Linked DNA regions of Salmo salar: region 2 is linked to region 1. Evidence: chromatin contacts called from public Hi-C data. All regions are on one chromosome and are shown on one strand. Each heading gives the region's core, a stretch centred on a gene start, on an enhancer-like site or on the middle of the called end of the contact. The rest is flanking DNA. Distances are from core to core; before and after follow the strand shown. Region 1 has its middle 39 kb from the start of LOC106592201. Region 2 holds the start of LOC106581359 (phosphatidylinositol 4,5-bisphosphate 3-kinase catalytic subunit beta isoform).

Evidence for each region. A called contact is a pair of places that touch in the nucleus more often than the background predicts.
Region 2: a contact with region 1 is called in a Hi-C map of gill, with 6 times the contacts expected there. The contact joins the promoter of LOC106581359 here to the enhancer-like site in region 1. A contact is called at or near these places in 2 of 3 Hi-C or Micro-C datasets (gill and muscle).

What each region holds. Positions count from the first base shown.
Region 1 is chrssa20:75,565,467-75,569,605 of Ssal_v3.1, forward strand. No RefSeq gene overlaps it. Among protein-coding and RNA genes, the nearest start is that of LOC106592201, 39 kb to the left of the region's middle. Within about 2 kb of position 1,930, at least 10 of the 13 cell types and tissues checked have an H3K27ac peak or open chromatin away from gene starts, as enhancers often do. A contact at or near this core is called in gill and muscle, where this site is marked.
Region 2 is chrssa20:75,812,696-75,816,834 of Ssal_v3.1, forward strand. LOC106581359 (phosphatidylinositol 4,5-bisphosphate 3-kinase catalytic subunit beta isoform) reads left to right here and starts at 2,319. Exons shown (of 25, transcript XM_045703940.1): 1 at 2,319-2,855.

The DNA of each region.
Region 1 (4,139 bases), core at 680-3,179:
AGCCAAAAGCCAACGGCCCACTTTTCCCAAAAACTAAAGACTCATCTTTATCCTGAACCTCGGTGCATGTCTCGGGCTACGAGAACATCACCACACCTACCACCGCTGATACTTCACCTTCATTCACTTCCATTTCGCCTCCTGTCTTCAGCTCACCCTGCTTACACTTTCTACCATTCTTCTTTAACAAACCAGCTCCCTTTTTTCCACCATTTTTAACCGACTAAAGCGCACCCTCAGAGCTCCTCTGCCTCTCTTTTTTCCTCCATTCCTACTCCGTATTCCAAGTACACTTCTCCTTATGATAATACTGCAGTTCTCCTGACATACATCTTGTTCATGCCTTCTCAAGGGTTGCCATTTAACCATCTGTCACAATCTCCGTACAATCAGCACGAACCCCTCAGGATGTAGCACTCAGTGCATCCCACTTATAAAGCAGCTGCTTCATCTCAATGTTCTTTATCAAAGCTACCGCAACGCTTTTCCATATGAAACAAGCGCACTCTTCCCGTTTCACATTTTTGACCAATCGATTGGTTGAAGAAAAAAAAAAAAAGAAAAAAAAGACTCTTGGTCGACCAACAATTTGTTTATTTGTGTGTCAGGGACAGCCCCAGTAGAAATGCAGGAAAATAGCTTTAGATGCCTAAAACAATTCTGAGGGAGGACCCCCAGAATCACCGCCAGGTTATGTCCCCCCCCACCCACTTCTAAAACTAAAGTTGCCCCCCTGTTCATGTGTATCTGCGCTATTGCCGTTCAAGCAGGCAGAAATTTGGCCATTATGACGTAGCATTGTAATAAAGCCACTCACTACACTGGAAGTTAATAGGAATATGACTTTTAGATCGCAAAAACGTCTATCATACGTCAGATTTCAATAAGGGCCGAAGTCATAACGCAGGACGTTGTCTTCTCTCAAATGAGCCATTTTTCATATTTTTGCAATATTCCTACCTTGAGTAATGTGTAATTTAACAAGAGGGTCCTCCACAATTCTCATATGTCTGCCTCTTCAGTCCAGGGTGCATTGCATAGTGCCGTTGCGAATGTCAGACTCCACTCTGCAGGTTGAACATGGCGAGATTGTGGACTCCTAAATTGATAGTTAGCTATAATGTGTTTAACTACGTTTGCTTTTTATCTAGCTACCTAGCCAGCCCATGGAGAGAGCATTGCATTGTCGGTTTTGTAGTAGACTTCAGCTGCAACAGATTTCCACGTTGCTACCAGCCTTATTTATTCACATAAAATATTGTTCTCACATAGTTACTTAACACTGTAAATTAAAGGAATGAGTTATTTGGGGTGGATTTTCCCTTTAAATTAGCTCAATGGTAGCCAGATAATATGCATGTGATGCGCTAAGTCTGACTGCTGTCACGTTCAAAACAAATGGGAACTCAGACCTCGGGAAATCTCCGACTTCCGATTGTTCAATACAACTGGGATAAAAAAAAAAAAACTCCGACTGGGAAAAATCTTTTAAATCTTCATCCAAATCGGGAAATGTCGAGAACTCTGGGAACTTCCAAGAGCTCCGACTTTCCGAGCAGAATATCACTGACGTTTCTTTTTTTTCCCTGAGTTCCCAGTTGTCTTGAAACCACCAGTAGTTTATGCTGAAAGAAATGCTAATGGTGCCTTCAAGTCTACTGAGAACTGGGAAAAAACAAGGTCAAATCACGATGCCAGTGATCTCTCTTCAGGTCGGAGCTCTAGAAAGAGGCCGGAGTTTCCGACTAAGAAATCCTAGTTGGATGACGGTTCGATTTTTCCAGTCGGAGCTCGTTTTTTCCGAATTCTAAGTTGTCTTGAACGCACTGAAATCGGAGATTTGAGTTGCCAGTTTTGAACGCGGCAAAAATGTACGTTGTCTACATTTGTGTAAATCGCTTCGAGTATAGCTACTAGTACCGTTAAAATACTGAAAATTGAACGCTAGCTAGCATAGGCAACTAACGTTAGACAACAATAGCTGCACATGCTACAAGGTCAGCGGTAGAACTCCCATTTCTCTGTGTGGCGACAAAATAAACGACTTACTGCTGTAAGACGGTGCACTGCACAGCATCCTTCTGCTACATCTGACAAGTACTCGTGCGTTTTCATCGACATTTCTGACCCGAGAATTGCTTCTACATAAGCATCTTATTGCAAAAAGCGCTGCCATGTTTGTAGTTACCTTATCGCGCACACTGACGTGACCTTTACATACGACGTAGAAATGGGGGAATCATGGGAGATGGTGTCTTTCGATTGTGTGAGTGTTTTATAAAGGATGTTCGCAAGATGGCGCTAATTGATCATTTGTTCTGTGTCCACTTGCAAGTCGTTCATGGTTACAGTGGTGATGCTCATGAAACTGTGACATGTAGTCCTAGATTGGAATTAGGAATTTAGTATTGTCCTCAAATTGTAAGTACCATACACATGTATTATGTTTGTCTTACCAATACAGACAGTCTTTTCTCATTACAAAAATAAATAAATAGATTAAATTTAGATGCCATGGGTGTCAACATGTTGGAGTGCCATGCTCTTTGGGCACCCATGCTTAAAAAACAGCAATTATCTTTCCTTCTTTCTGCATGGTATAACTGTGTCTGATGTAAGAATTCAGCTATTCCTATATTTGGCCATTTGGTTGTTTTTCTGCACTGCTATGTGATGTCTGCCTATCCTTGAGGCAAAGCTTTGAGTCAGAGTACTAGACATTCCTACACCATCGTTACAATGTGTTCCTGCACTGTCTGATAGATAGCTATGAAATCTGTCTGGATGATAGGGAACACACACACACACACTTTCTCATGCAGCCATACAAAACAAAATGTAGACATCTACAAAAACATAGACACGTAACGTTGCACTTTAGCACATATTTACTGTCAAACACCTTATGATTTGGTCTGTAAAAAATGTCTCCAAGTATTTTTGAAACATTCTTAATAATAAATGGTCGTGGGATAGATTCTAGGGCAATATTTTTGTATGAAAACTTTAAGGAAGTCACAAACATTTTGTTAGATAATTATTCATTCTGACCCATAAGTCAGCAACTGATTGGAAAGTTCTAAAATGGTAGGCAATTGAATTGTCATTGTGCACTATAGTGTATTCCACAATAAAAGGAGAGCGAAACCAAGGAGACTGTTTTTGGACTGTTGAATATCTATTCATTGAGAAAAAATTGCCTGGCTTTGGCAGACATTCTCTGGTCGTCCCAGGTAACATGTAGGAGTGATCACTGCTTAAATCTTCTAGAGAGGGATTATGAAAGACCAGGTGGCTATCTCTCACAGTGAGCCCACGGCACACACACACACTCACAAGCCACCAGCATATTATACAGTCACGTAACCAGAGATACCTACCTGTACGTCATCATGAAAAACAGCATGTGTCACACATAAATCCTTCCCCCAGGGAAGGGCTAGACAAGAGATGGGGATGTAAGATAGAGCAGGGTAAAGGTGTGTGTTTGTCAGTAATGACGTGATGTGTAGCACAGCAGAGTAAAGCAGGGCAGACAGTGGGGTAGCTGTAGCTAGCTGTATGTAACGATGTGAGGATTGAGCTGTAAGGGGCCAACAGCTCCAGATGTACGCAGCTGTCGCGCTGCTGACAGCCCTAATCCTGCTACCCACATCTGAGTGCTCTGAGAGGGAGTGCTCTGAGAGGGAGTGCTCTGAGAGGGAGTGCTCTGAGAGGGAGTGCTCTGAGAGGGATTTCTAATTGTCCTCTATGTTGTCTTTATTTTTCTGTAAGATAGAGGGAGAGTAGGGAGAAGAAATCTGTCTCTCTTTCTACATATCTGTTGACCCTCCCCCTCCTTTATCTCTCTGGACAGAGATTGTTTAATACAAACAGGAAGCTTGGTGACAACCATGATGAGTCAGGATCAAGCTCAACACACACACATACAGTGCATTCGGAAAGTAATCAGACCCCTTGACTTTTTCTACATTTTGTTACATTACGTTTCCTAATGCAAGTGTCTATGTTTTATATTTACATCTGGGTTAGGGTCAATTACATTTAGATGCAGGTAATCCAGCAGGAGGTTCATAAACATTTCTATTCAAGAAATGGAAAGTGCAGTTAGGGTGTTTTTCAGCTCTTGAATTCCAATT
Region 2 (4,139 bases), core at 1,069-3,568, 250 kb after region 1:
TTTAGAGGCATGTATTACATTACATAGGCTGATGTCTCCCATGCTGAAGTGGTGGAACCAAAGTCGCCAAGTGACTTGGTAATACTTATTTTATTCATGCATGTATACATATTTATATTATTACTGACTCTTTTACAAATGTAATAATGAGGGGTAGGGGTAAATTCCATTTAGGTCTCAGCCAATAAGGGAAGCTTCCATTCAATTCATGACTCCTGGCAATGAACCTAGCCCTAAAACATATCTGGTGATCTTTGGGATAAAGGTTGATGCACATGCTAGGCTGCTATGTACCGCCCTCTTGTGGAATGAAATATTGTATTACAGCTAATAATGAGAGTGCTTCTTGAAGTTCAGTGATGCGTGTGTGCATGTGTGTGAGAGAGAGCTAGTGATAGAGAGCGAGAGAGAGAGCAATAGAGAGTGGAGTGGCATTGGAAATGGTAAACCATAAGAGGTTGGTGGCACCTTAATTGGGGAGGACTGGCTTGTGGTTATGGCTGGAGCGGAATTGGTGGAATGGTATCAAATACAACAAACACATAGTTGCCATGGAAACATTTCCATCCATCAGATAAAAGCTCTAGTAGAAATGCCTCACATATTCCACATGTTTATCAAATCTGGGGTCAGATGAGTTTAGTAATGTTATAGTCACAATCAGTGTTATAGGTCAGATGAGTTTAGTAATGTTATAGTCACAACCAGTGTTATGGTCAGATGAGTTTAGTAATGTTATAGTCACAATCAGTGTTATAGGTCAGATGAGTTTAGTAATGTTATAGTCACAATCAGTGTTATGGTCAGATGAGTTTAGTAATGTTATAGTCACAATCAGTGTTATAGGTCAGATGAGTTTAGTAATGTTATAGTCACAATCAGTGTTATAGGTCAGATGAGTTTAGTAATGTTATAGTCACAATCAGTGTTATAGGTCAGATGAGTTTAGTAATGTTATAGTCACAATCAGTGTTATGGTCAGATGAGTTTAGTAATGTTATAGTCACAATCAGTGTTATAGGTCAGATGAGTTTAGTAATGTTATAGGTCAGATGAGTTTAGTAATGTTATAGTCACAACCAGTGTTATGGTCAGATGAGTTTAGTAATGTTATAGGTCAGATGAGTTTAGTAATGTTATAGTCACAATCAGTGTTATGGTCAGATGAGTTTAGTAATGTTATAGTCACAATCAGTGTTATAGGTCAGATGAGTTTAGTAATGTTATCATCACCCACACATTACATCCCATACCCCATAGAGTGCACTGGTTTTGGTCATCTCTGGCACACTATTGGTCAGTTCTGAGACAGCCAGTCCATCGCCTCCTCCCTGGTTAACCAGAAGTTTCCTAAACTCAGTACGGAGAAAAAAAAATGTATGAAATGTATGCATTCACTACTGTAAGTCGCCCTGGATAAGAGAGTCTGCTAAATGACTAAAATGTAAATGTCATGGGGTGTGTTCAGTATGACGGTGTGCAACGTTGAAAATCAACGAAAAGGATACTGAACGACCAGTTGAAAAGCGTTGTGATGTTGGTGGCCTAGAGGGCGATTACTGTGTGGTGTTTGGTGAGTTTTGCTATTTCAAATGGTCACACCCATATTAAATCAGGCGATACCTCGAAGCAAACGTACCTCAAAGGCTGTTGAAGAACGGTGCATACTTTTTTGGGGAAACGTGTCGTTCAGTACAAACGGTCACACAACGTAGCAAACGTTAAATCAAACTGAACTCACCACTGTTCTCCGTCAATAATGACGTAAGAACATGTCCTCATTTATATAAACAGGTCACCAGGAGGCGACACAGCTCTTTCATTTATGGTTACATTTCTCCCTGCAGCAACAGTGGATTGCTGTATCGGACCAAATACATACTTTTTTCTGCCTTTTGTCACTGTGCTTTTAAAAATGTGATAGATCAGAGACATTGCCACCACTTGACAAAGGGTCAACTTTCTGCGCTTTCAATTGATGAGGCAACTGACTTGGGTTGCATGGTGCAGGCACTATAAAATGATTACTAACTAATAAATACCTCTGGTTTATCCTTACTCTCTATGAGACGGTTTTGGTCAAAACCACGATTAATAATGAAGCCTAGTTGAATGTGAACCATTAGCCTAGGGGGTTGGTTATGCATTCACAGTAGGCTAAGCTATAGATGAATGCACTGCCTTTACTGTTATTGACATACAAAATAAGGCATAGTGTACCTATTCGTTTTTAACACAGCCTCACAACCAGGCAGGCACTGAGTGGCAGAGAAAACCAAGTATAATGACAGCCTCAAGTCAACTCGCGACCCCCTCACCAAAAGAATGCACCGGGTATAATCGACGCGCCTTCGGCGACGTTGGAATGAATGTTTCAACTGGCAAATTCCACTCGCGTTTCTTTTCTTTCGTCTCAATTAGTTGGAGAGGTTTCAGAACTGTGTGTTTCCGGGTGAAATCTCGGCCCCGAAGTTTCATGCCGGAGATATGAAGATAGGGGAAGCAAAGCCGGCTGAGCACTAGGCGACTGCAAGAACAGTGTAGGCTACGCAGGGAGGGGGAGAGACGGAACGGGAGGGATAGAAGAAAAAAACCAACAGCACCCGAACTGTGCGTGGTTCACCTTCTGAAAAACAGGAAGCCAACGCCGATCAGCCCACCTGGCCGCATTGTCCTGCAGGGAGAAGACAGCGGTTTCCCACTGCTCATCTTGTCACGCATACGCTTATTTTAAAGCCTATATAAATATATCGTTATTGTGGATTCATATCGAGAGAAAAAATACTTTTAACTATACCTATTTCCTCACTAGGACGGTCGATATTATCCTATTCCCAACAGGAGTGTAACTCAAGGTAAGTCCCTGGCACACTTCCGTCGCTATCTCGAATTAGTAGGCTAATCTACATGGAGTCAGTGAGCACGTCGACCGAGGTGGACTTGAAGTGCTACGTTGTATCTACACCCAGATGGTTGTTTGAATTTGTCGGCTACATTTCCACTTTTTGTAGTGTTTTGAAAAGATTCGTATCTTCATTTTGTCAAACAATAGACACTTTTTCGAAACGAGTTTCATGGTTGGTTTCCTCTCGGAGCACCCAAGGATCCATTCTGCCTTATCCCTAGGGTTATCATCCGTAAGTATCGTCCACACCTAGGATCATGTGAACTACAAACCCTACGAGTTATGTAGACTATGCCAAATATCCTCGGATTGTAGTCGTTTTTAAATATGGGCCTTTGAAAGCAGCGACATGATTTGGTCTTACAATTATTATGCAATGTATTTAAGATGCAGTTGGGTGTCGTTTTTATCATTTTATTTGGTGACTTGCCATTAATTAAAACTCGGGCTTGACGCACTCGTTTACCCCTCTGCACCCGGTGTATCCTACTCCTGGTGTATTCCGCTGCTGTTCCCTCATTTTTATCTCAGCCTATACAAAACCACGGGTTGACTCTGGGCTACGGATGACACGATGGGGACATGTTTAGGCTACTCTTGGTACCATTGCTATTCTTTGCTGTTGGTTATGTCAGGATTCATTTTGTATGTACTCTATGCCAAACTGAAGGGGATGTTACAGGAACATTGACAGAGTGGTAAAATAGGGCACGTCACATCGACGTTTGCCCCGCTGTAGTTTATATTTAAACTCAAACGTGACGTTTTTATGTGTAGAACCGGGATGTTTTTGGAGAGGACGGGTAGAATTAAGCGGTTAACCGGCAGATAGTGCGTTTCAGGAAAATTAATGAATAGCGTAGTGTAGTAGCACACTGTTTGTCATTTTCGCCAGGCCTATTTGCCCCACTTTGTCAGTTTTTAGGCCTGCCTACACTTGGATAGGCTAACTCTGAGCACACTTGGTGACAAACATATGCCTAGGACAATGATTCCAAGGGGGCTATGTCCTTGAGCTATAGTTATTGCCTAGCCAATGTGATGGCACACCTTACCTGTCCTTAGATATATTAGTGAATTAACACAATTTTAGATGTAGTTTCAATTATATTTCATACATGCTCAAACTTGCATTAGAATTCTATCTCTGATTCTCTCAAAGCTGCAATATAACTTTTGGGGCGAAGACCAAACTCACATAGAATTGTAAGTTATAGATCTGTCATTCTCGTTG